Linked DNA regions of Mus musculus: region 2 is linked to region 1. The links are chromatin contacts, called in public Hi-C maps. All regions are on one chromosome and are shown on one strand. Each heading gives the region's core, a stretch centred on a gene start, on an enhancer-like site or on the middle of the called end of the contact. The rest is flanking DNA. Distances are from core to core; before and after follow the strand shown.

The links. A called contact is a pair of places that touch in the nucleus more often than the background predicts.
Region 2: a Hi-C map of the N1E-115 cell line shows a contact between it and region 1, with 14 times the contacts expected there. The contact joins the enhancer-like site here to the promoter of Emsy in region 1. A contact is called at or near these places in 1 of 39 promoter capture datasets (the 3T3-L1 cell line), 1 of 484 Hi-C or Micro-C datasets (the N1E-115 cell line), 3 of 115 datasets of contacts at active chromatin or transcription factors (the SCID.adh cell line, embryonic stem cells and fibro-adipogenic progenitors) and 1 of 9 other capture datasets (liver).

Annotation. Positions count from the first base shown.
Region 1 is chr7:98,654,919-98,660,123 of GRCm38.p6, reverse strand. It overlaps Emsy (EMSY, BRCA2-interacting transcriptional repressor), which reads left to right and starts at 3,555. Exons shown (of 20, transcript NM_172280.2): 1 at 3,555-3,650.
Region 2 is chr7:98,738,992-98,744,055 of GRCm38.p6, reverse strand. No RefSeq gene overlaps it. Among named protein-coding and RNA genes, the nearest start is that of Gm19656, 14 kb to the right of the region's middle. Within about 2 kb of position 3,450, at least 11 of the 459 cell types and tissues checked have an H3K27ac peak or open chromatin away from gene starts, as enhancers often do. A contact at or near this core is called in the N1E-115 cell line, where this site is marked.

The sequences.
Region 1 (5,205 bases), core at 2,306-4,805:
ATCTGGATCATTTGAGGTGGGAAGAGCTACCTCTAACCTGGGCCATACCTTCTGCTAGCAGCTTATATAAAGGACAGGGAGAAGAAAGCTTGCTCTTCTAGCCAGTCTATTCCTTCACTGGCATTACAGCCTTCTTCCTTGGGATTTTAGAGTATATACTGAAGACCAGCTGAGATATCCACAATCCAGCTGAACAATGACTGGATTCCTAGACCTTCTGTTAGAATATAGCCATTGTTGGAGTAGCTGGACTTCAGCCTGTAAGCCATTTTAATGAATCCCATCTATATAAATATATATACTTAATTTATTCATTCTATCAGTTCTGTTCCTCTAGAGAACCATGAGTAATATAGTTACTATCAGGTTATTGTATTGATTAAGGAAGCTAATCTATGAAAAGCAACTAGAATAGAAAAATCTGTATGCATATAGCTATTATTTTGTGCATCAGACACACACACACACACAAAATGAATATATCTGGTTGGTCCCTCTTCATAGAGAGCTTCTTTTCTAGCCAGGGAATTACAAATGACCATAACTTTTTTTTTTCTTTTTCTATTTAACAGGGTAAATGTGGGAATAGGGGCTGGTGAGATAACTCAGTGATTAAGAGCACTGACTGCTCTTCTGGAGGTCATGAGTTCAAATCCCAGCAACCACATGGTGGCTCATAACCATTCGTAATGAGAAACAAATTAAAACAAACAAACAAACAAACAAACAAACATAAAACAGCCTATGGGTTGGAGCAAGCAGGGCTGGAGCAAGAGGGAGAAGGGAAGGGGGGAAAGGAAAAAAAAAAGTATAAATTACTTGTTTAAAAAAAAAGTGTGGAAATAGACATGGGACTGGTAGGGCTAGGTAAGTTTTATGCGATGTAAGGGAGAGCTGTAGTTTTGAGTCTGATGCTTAAGAGAGGACAGTAGGGATTTTGGTTCATACCTGTAATCCTCAGGAGGGTCTCAAGTTTGAGGCTTGCCTAGGATACATGGTAAGACCTTGACTCCAAACAACAACAAACAAAAACCAAGTAATGAAAATGGCTAGGAGAGGGCTGGCAAGATGGCTCAGTGGTTAAGAGCGCTGACTGCTCTTCCAAAGGTCCACTTACATATAATAAATAAATAAATTCTTTAAAAAGAAAACGGCTAAGAGAAAGGGAAGGTGTAAAGTGGTATGTAGTGTCAGCAGCATTGAGACTTGGGAGCTTCTTAGAAACAGGATCTGGCCCTATCCCCAAACTACGAAATTCAAAACTTGCATTTTACCAGGACCTACCTTCATGTGTTCCTGCTAACATTAAATCTTGAGAGGTACTACTGGCTGAAGGTAGACTCTAGGACCAAGCTGCCTATATATAACAGGTAGAGTTTTCTCATTGTGTGTGTGTGTGTGTGTGTGTACGTTGGAGATCAGAGGAAACTTCTGTGAAGCCAGTTCTCCCACTATCACTGGAGGATTGAATTCAGGTCATCAGGCTTGCAAGACAGACACACAACACTTGTTGAACCTTCTCGTCAACCCCAGGCTGCCAAAACTTAAATTCTTGTTTTATCAATCTACTTATGTGGGACCTTAGGGATGCTTTTTAACCCGTACCAAGGACCTATTATGTAAGAGATGGAGGGTCAACTCTAATAATCTGTCACTTATTTTTGACTTACTGTAAAAGTTTTTGTTGTCTTAAAAGATTTACTTTCGGTGTCTGGGTATTTTGCCTGCGTGGATATCTGTATACTACATGTGTCCAGTGCCTAAGGTACTCCTGTAACTGAATTAATGGTTGTGAGCCATATGGGTGCTGGGAATAGAACCCAGCTTCTCTGGAAGAGAGGCCAGTGCTCTTAAGCACTGAGCCATTTCTCCAGCTCTTTAGAGACAGGGCTCTACTATGTGAACCCTCTCAGTTCACCAGTTCCTGAACAACTGTGCTTTCCCATTTATAGAGTGGTGAAGCTTAATTACGCCTGTCTCACGGAGATGCTGCAAGAGTCAAATCATAGAATGTCTGTTAAATTACAAAACCTCCTATTAAAACTTAATTTACCAGTGAGGTGGTGGTGGTGTACACCTTTGATTCCTGTCTCGAGAAGACTTAATTTACTACCTTGCAAGGTATTCTTAAGAAACTGACCTCAAAATAGGGTGCAATAAGAAGGCCAGGAGAGCTGTATAGGAAATGGTCCTTTTTATTTCTGACTAACCTACAGCTCCATTCAGGAGCAGGAGTAGACTCATATGCAGTGGTTCACAATTTACTTAAAAACTTCTTCTTTTTTCTTGTTTTGGTCTCGGTGTCTCTTGCAGTCCAGTCTGACCCTGCATTCCTCATCTTCTTCCACTTCTACAGTGCTGAGATTATAAATGTAATTCATAATGAACTAGGAAAAGAACTTTCATTCACGTTGTGTATCTTAATATTCCCACAGGGTAGTTTTTCTCGTGTGTCCATCCTAACATCCCTTAGTGCTAGGAATCCGATTCAGGTCTCCAGGTCTTGCACATACTTGACAAGCAATCTGCCATTGAGCTAGATGTCCTCCCAGTGGTTACCCTAGTTTTCACGGGAATCTGCTAACAGAAGGATGCACACTAACAATTCCTCAAGATTTGCACTTTCATTGCATCCGATGCTACCAGAGTTCTTTATTTAGAGGGAGGACACAACAAAATTCGATGGGATTTATAATACTAGAAATTAACTTTGAGTTCTTGGATCAGAGAAACAATATATTGGGTCCCTATCGATCTGTAAAATAGGGGCACAAGGCCTCCACAACATTGTGTGGTTAAGAACAAAGGCTGATGGTGAACCTACCATGTCGTAGTGCCTCAAGTAAGTCCCTTCTTCCCTTTGTCAGATTTTGCACGAGATATCACTACCTCTCCTACTTCGTACATGGCGTAACTCCAAGCTGAGACCGCTCGGATTCCTTTCCTCCACTTGCAACTCCTAACACCGAGAAAGGTGTACGGGCCACTGTGAGGTCTTCTCTCTCCGTAGTGGATAACCTTTCTTGAGTTGTCGTTTGGGTGGCTGGAAGACGCTGATGACTACTCCCAAGCGTCTACGGAACCAGATCTTAATCCTCAACTGGGCATCAGGGACCAAGCTGTGTTCTTTTCATCCCAACCCTCGCTAGAGTGAAAAGGTCGAAGCTCAGCTCCAATTACAGACGCCATCTTGACCGCTACGTGTGACGCCACACGTACAGCCGAAAGAGCAGCTGATTGGCTGGGAAAGACCGGAGGATAGGCGCGCGAAGCTGGAGACTGGAGGGTAATGTAGAAGCCGAAAGGAACTACACTCCCAGACTTCCTTGCGCATGTGACCAGCAAGCAGCAAGAGAAAGAGGAGCGAGGTTGGACTCGGACTACAACTCCCACTAGGACCCGCGTTGTCCGCCCTTTCCTTTCAAAAGGCAGAGGAAAAGGGACAGGAAGAATGGAGGCTTTTGAGTGCTCGTTTCTCAAAAGGCGGGAAAGGCGAACTACACCTCCCGGCGAGCCGCGCGCGCCTGCGCCTGCGCTCTGGTATCTGTCGCCATCTTGCCCCTTCTGAGGCACCGCAAACAAACCTAATTCCTGGTGTCCCCTAGTCTTGGCGGAGGAGCCTTTTAGATGAGCCCCGAAAGGCCGGGCAGGTGGGTGTCTCTCAGGCAGGGTCCTGGGAAAAGCTGGCAGGCTATCCAGGGTAGGGGAGCGCTTGGCCAGGCACGGGGAGCCCGGCTTGGGTCGGTCAGCCCCATCCTCCGTTGTTTCCTAACGGGATCGCGGGGCTCCCTCAAGTGGACTGAGGGCGACTCCGGCATGCCTGGTGATGGGACGCCGGAGGTCGAGGTCTAGGAGCCCCGAGGCGACTCCGGGTTGTCTGACTGTCTGTCCGTGCCCCCGCTTTTTCTCCGTTGTCGTCTCCGCTGAGGAGTGCGCGAGGCGCGGACGCTGGCCAGGGTTCCCAAGACTGGCTGCTGGCCGCGGGGGCGCGGGCTTGACATTGGAACCCGCTCGGAGCCGCGCGGGCGAGGAGCCGGGCGGGCTGCTCTTGTTGTGGTGCTGTGAGCGAGTGCGTGTTTAGAGAGGGGGCGGGGCGGGCTGCCTGCTGACACTTGAGCGGGGGACGGAGTCGGTGCGACCCCGGTGCCGGGAGCACGCTCCGGCTTCTGCTGCCCGGCTTTCCTTTGCTGTGCGGCCCCGCCGTGCGTTTCCCTGGAGGGGATGCTTTGGGATGCCGTGACGTGGTACCCGATTCGGGCGGTCGCCGGCCGCCTCCGAGATTCTACCGGGAGGCGGGGACTGGCTTGGGGAGCGAGCGGATTCCTTTGGCTCTGCCCCTTCCTCCTCTCCACCCCCTTTCTTTATGTCATCCTGCCAGCTGGGGCGCGCCATCCAGTTTGGCTCGCTCAGAGTTGGTTCTGAGCTCAGAGGACTATGGGAAGTAGGGGGAAGGGGGCTCCACTTGAGGCCAAGAGTTGGAGTTAGCAACCCAGAGCCTGGAACGCAGTTGAAGAGTCATATCGGTTTAGTGTTTGACTCTTAGGCTGGCTCATTCATTCATTCTACTCTGCTGCTGACCATCCATTTATCAGTTTAACAGATGTTAAGGAAGATCTACTGAGTTCTCAACCTGTAGTGTAGTTTTGTTTGACCAAGGAATTCACAGTGCGAAATTCTAGGCTTTTAAACTTTTGGTAACTGGTCGAAATGACTCTTTTTTTACTGCCAAAACTTGAGAAAAGAGTTATTGAGTTTCATTTATCCAAATGACATGCTCCACCGTTTGCTTATTTTATCTCCTAACTTATTATTAAGGAAACTGGCAGAGGTCAAATCACTTGTCCAAGGTTGCACAGGTGGTAGAGTCTGTTTGGCAAGTCATATGCCAGCCACTATGACAGAACTTGGCTTGCCCTGTTTTCTAAATAATACTTGAAACAAACTTGGGATTACTTTTTTTTTTTTTTTTTTTAAAATAAAGGCATACAAATTGGGTTCAGAGAGGCCAATTCACAAGGATGAAACAACTAATTATGTTGTAAAGCTGGAACTGGAACCAAGAAGTGTTTGACTTTAAAACCTGTTCTTTCCCCTGTTAGTATGAGCTGGGTCATTGTGCTCTCAAATGGTGTTTTTTTTCCTTTGTCAGGAGCTGGAGTGTGGAGATGAAAATGGTATGAGTTATCTTTTCAATCTTAGTTTGTA
Region 2 (5,064 bases), core at 2,201-4,700, 84 kb before region 1:
CAATAGTAAAAATGTCCTCCTGGGGGTGGGGGAAGGACTTTGATTAACAGTTATGGAAAAGACCTACAGTTGGGGGAGAGGTGTGTAGGAAGTTCTGTCCTAGCCTGGCAGATGGTGAGGAAAGGAATGGAGAGATGGTGGCAAACCGACTTAGGAGGAAGGGACTGGGTGATAGAGGAGCTCCCTGTCTGGTACACTAGAACCTTCCTATTCTACTAACCTATCCAGTAACTCAGGCCAGCCCCTTCCTCTCTGGACCTTGTTTCCCCATCTGGGAAATAGGAGCTAGGGCCAGAAGAGCCCAGAGGCCCAGCCCCAAGCTCATACCACTGTCCTCAAGAGGCTTTAAAGTACTGGCCTTTCATGCTTCAGGAGTGGGGGCATTCACCTCCCCCTGGTCCCCACAATCCATCCTTTCTCAAAGTACGGGCTCTGGAGTTAGAGGGCCTCACCCACCCTCAGGTGAGGGCAGGTAACCTAGTCCAGTAGACTGCATGTACAGAGCTACAGCGCCACCTACTGCCCATCTGGAAAAGCCCACCAGGTTCAGGCTTTTGGACCCAAATCCCTGTGGACTGAAGCACATCTGGCCCCTCCTCAGCCCAGGCCTCTAGGAGGACTCTGAGCACATCAGCTCTTTCCAGGAGCACACGGTGTGGGAAAGCATCACCTCCCCTTGCTTCCTCCAGGGATGAGCCTCCATTCTGTTCAGTTCATTCTCTCTGGCCCCACAGCCAGTCTATGTGGAAAAGCCCACTCCTTCTCTGATTTCCCACTGCTGCTACCTTGGCCCCAGGCACTGGGTCTCATTCTTGTCAAGTGAAGACTGGAGAGCCCAGCTTCTCTAGTAGTTTTTCCAAGGCCACAAACTGGTCGGCTCTTTCCAGCGTGCTGCCCTCCAAACTCAGTATTTCAATGATGCACAGTGACACACATCTGTCAGAGGCCACCTCTTGGTCTTTGCATATGCTGCCCTTTGAATTCTTTGTCTTTCAAAACTTTCCTTAACTGTTTTCAAAAAAGCCTACCCACCCATTGGGCCTGCACACCCCACACTGTGCAGTATGGATACCAGGGCTTCTGGTGGTCGGGACAGAAGGTGCACTGAAAAGCTGCCCCCCCCCCACACACACACATCCCTACAAGCCCAAGAACATCTACTGGCTGCTTCAGGGGCTGGAGGAGAGGGTGTGGAGGATTCAAGACCTCAGGAAGCACCTTGCACCCTGGTACCCCACTGTCCTCAGTGGGAGATGGGGCGTCTCAGTGGATTGTGGAGGTGACCCTGAGCCCCCCTCCAAGTCTTACTGATCCTCAACCTGGAAGTGAAGAGCCCCCATCCTCATCACATGCCATGCTGACCTGTGCTGACTGACCATGATTGCTTGTGGTGGCAGGGGAGGATTGTGGGGGGGGGGCATTGTGCGGGCAGCCTTTTAGGAAGGCAGGTATGCACTCCTCTGTGTAGGTGGCTGGGCAGAGGCACTTCCACTTGAGTCCAGTTACTGTGCTCACTTCCCAGTTGGGAAACTGAAGCATCCCAAGGCCAGAGAGAAGGGCCTGCTCTATTCACTTCGCCTTTGGCAGCGCTGTAGGCTGAGGGGTAGCTCACACTTAGATGAGCACAACGGATAGCCAATACACACACAAACGCGTGTTCAGCATCTGTAACTGTCAGGAAAATACAGATCAAAACTACAAGGAGAATCCGTCTCACCTCAGGACAGCTATCATCAAGAAAGCAACTAAGAAAGAGCACAGGCATGGGGTGAGAGGAGCTCTTACATCAGAGGTTCTCAACCTGTGGGTCGAGAAGGAGTCACATGTCAATATCCTGTATATCCTGTACATAACGACTCATAACAGCAGCAAAATCACAGTTATGGAGTAGCAACGAAATATTTTATGGCAGGGGTGGGGTCCCCACAACACGAGGGAGTGTATTAAAGGGTCACAGCGTTAGGAAGGTTGGGAACCACTGTATACACTGCTGATGGGATTGTAAATGATTGTAGCCACTACGGAAGTCAGTATGGAGGTTCCTGGAAAAACTAAAAAGAACTGTCATGTGCTCCAGCTGTGCTTCTCCTGGGTAAACACTCAAAGGGACTGAAGGCCAGCATGTAATTAAAATTCCTTCACATCTGTGTTTACAGTGACACTAGTAACAACAAGCAAATCCTGGGGTTGGCCTCTTATAGATGAATGCGTGAAGACACCGTGAGCAGATGAGCACAGGGTTATTCTTGTTCAGTTGTACCTGCAGGAAAAACGATGGACCTGGGAATCATTATGACATGCAGAATAACCAAGCGCAAAGACAAGCACTGTGTCTTCTTTTGTATCCAGGATCTAGAAAATGCAGCATAAATGTAGATGGGGACCATGAGAGAAGAGGGGACGAGCCTGGGGGAGGAGCGTAAGAAAATAGTCAAGAGTGAGGTACCACAGGTGCACACATGAAGTTCATTGTGTCACAATGAACCCATTGCTTTACAGGCCAAGGCCAGCTGCAGTGGAGGCTGTGGAAGTAGCTCTAAGTTCATGAACTGCTTGCTCAGCATGCATGAGGCCCTGGGTTTGATCCCCAGCACCAGGTGAAAGCAGGCATAATGACACAGTCCTGTAATCCTAGCAATCAGGGGGTAGAGACAAGAGGATCAAGAGTTTAAGGTCATCTACAAGTCAGAGGCCAGCCTGGGCTATATGAGACCCCCGTCTCAAAGCTAAATTATAATGAAAGAGAAAAGGTAATCACGGGGGCGGGGGGGTGTGGGGGTGTGGGGACAGTTGCCAACACAGAGATTCCAGGCCATCTCCTAGAGACTAAGACAAGCAGGCAGCCCATGCTCCACATACATGTTGAATGCATTAGGAAGTTCCCTGGGCTGATGAGATGATAAAACTAGACCAGACAGGGTGGGGATGCGAAGGGCTGGGCTTAGAAGGGAAGGGTTTGAATCCAGGAGCAGAGTTCTGCAGCTGGGAAGTTAACCTCTGCGTTCTGGTTTCCTCTTGCCTCAAAGAGAGATGCTGTCCAGCTCCTGTAATATCAGAGATCTGATGAAAGTGCCTTGCAAATTTCTCCCCAACTCTCATTATTATTCCAGTCATTGCTGGTTCTCTATGAGAGAAGCCAGGCTGAGGGTGGGTGATAGGCTCAGCAGTCAGTCCCTCCTGTAACACCACCCTGAGCCAATCTCAGGGAATGAAGATCCCCCTCTTCCTCTGAGCCACACCCACCCCCTTCTCCTCCCCCTTCCCAAATCTGTAGGCTTTCCCTGGGTCTAGGCTGACTTAGTACACGTGCCATTTTCTCACCAGAACGTGTAACTTCTTCCTCCAGGGTACCTCAAAGTCAGCAATGACAGAGGGCCTAGAGGGAGGAGACAGCCCTGAGCTCAAATTTCTCTCAGAGCTGTGGGATCTTGGTCTGTGGATCAACTTCCTGAGCCCTGTAGCTCAGAAATGTGTAAATGAGCTGACATCTGCAAGGGACTGTAACATCTGCCACTGGGTTGGCCCAATCAGGTCAGGCCACCCGGGAGTTTGAGCTTGGGAGACAGGAAGGCATCACAAGAAGTGGATTTGGACTTGGGCATTCACGGGGGTGGGGGTGGGGTAAGGTGGAGTGGAAAGTTTCCTACCCCTCCCCCAAGGTCTGGCCACACTTTGTTGATGTTTATAAACGGGCAGTAAATAATCCTTGCACAGACTGTGTTATTGCTTTTCCTTTAAAAACTGAAGTGAGGTAAATTGCCCTGTGGTCTTTTCTGAAATCAATTAAATCAACACAAAGGGATTTATCAAAACATTGGCAAGCAGACCCATAGGACCAGGGATGGTCGGTGGCTGAGTCCCAGACAGGCAAGAAAGGGGAGGAAAGCAGTTCAGGGCACACTGGAAACCCTTGGATGCTTCTGGAATCTGCTGTGCTGGTACTTCTGGAACTGGGCAGGAGCTAACGACACAAAGACTGCATGGAAATCTATTTAAGAAACAGATTCCTGGGCTGCAGAGGTGGCTCAGTGGTTAAGAGCACTTTCTGTTCTTGCAGAGGATCAGGGTTCAGTTCTGGGCACCCACATGGTGGTTCATAAGTGTCTATAACTTCCATTCCGGGAGATTGGATGCCTTCCTCTGAACTCCGTGGGTACCACGCATGAACGTAGCACACATACATACATGCAGGGGAAGCACTCACGTACATAAAATAAAAATAAATATGTGTTAACGTTGGAAGGGGTAGATTCCAAGTTTTCCCATGCCACCCCTCTGCACAATAGCAACAAATGGTCCAGGAGGAATTGACACAAGAGCTCAGGCAGGAGCTTTTCTCTTCATCAGTCTTTGAAGTGCCTCAACCAGATCCTGCATGCAACTCTATTCTGTTCCCAGAGAACCAAGCCTGTGCTGTAGTGTTCCATTCTTAGACACAAGCACAGAGATGAGCAGGCACTTGGGGACACCCCCAGTGGGAGAGTCAAAGGTTTTAAAGGATAAAAGGCAAAGTAACATCAAAATCCCAGGGAGAACTAAAAAGGAATCTAGATAAGGGAGTCGACATGAAGCAGGCTTCAAACAGAAAAGAGTAATTAGTGCTCTAAAAATCGAGGTATTATAGTCATTGAACAAGAATGGGATGCTACAAAACAAGAACTCTTGGGCGTTAAATATAAAATAGCAAAAAGGGGGAATTAAGAAGAACAATTGGAAGAAAGTTTGGAGGAAAACAGAGCAGAATGATGAAGAGAAACCAGAAGAGAGGGGATAATGAGGATGTAAGGGGATTCAGCCCAGATAGCCAGAGCAATGGAAGGCTAGTCGGAAACACTGACGGTCAACAAGACAGGAGCTTATGATGGAAGCCGCCCCAGGTCAGCAAGGATGGCTCACCAGGTAAGGGCGCTTGCCTGAGCCTGATTCAATTCTTTGGAAGGCTACTGAAAGGTGCTATCCTTTGAGCCAGACTGCTTCCATCTTTGTTAAATTAGCTGTGCTTGCTTGTGAGAGAGTTCAGCACAATCTGGCCTGTGGAGATTCCCTCTGGGAAAGAGTTGGTGG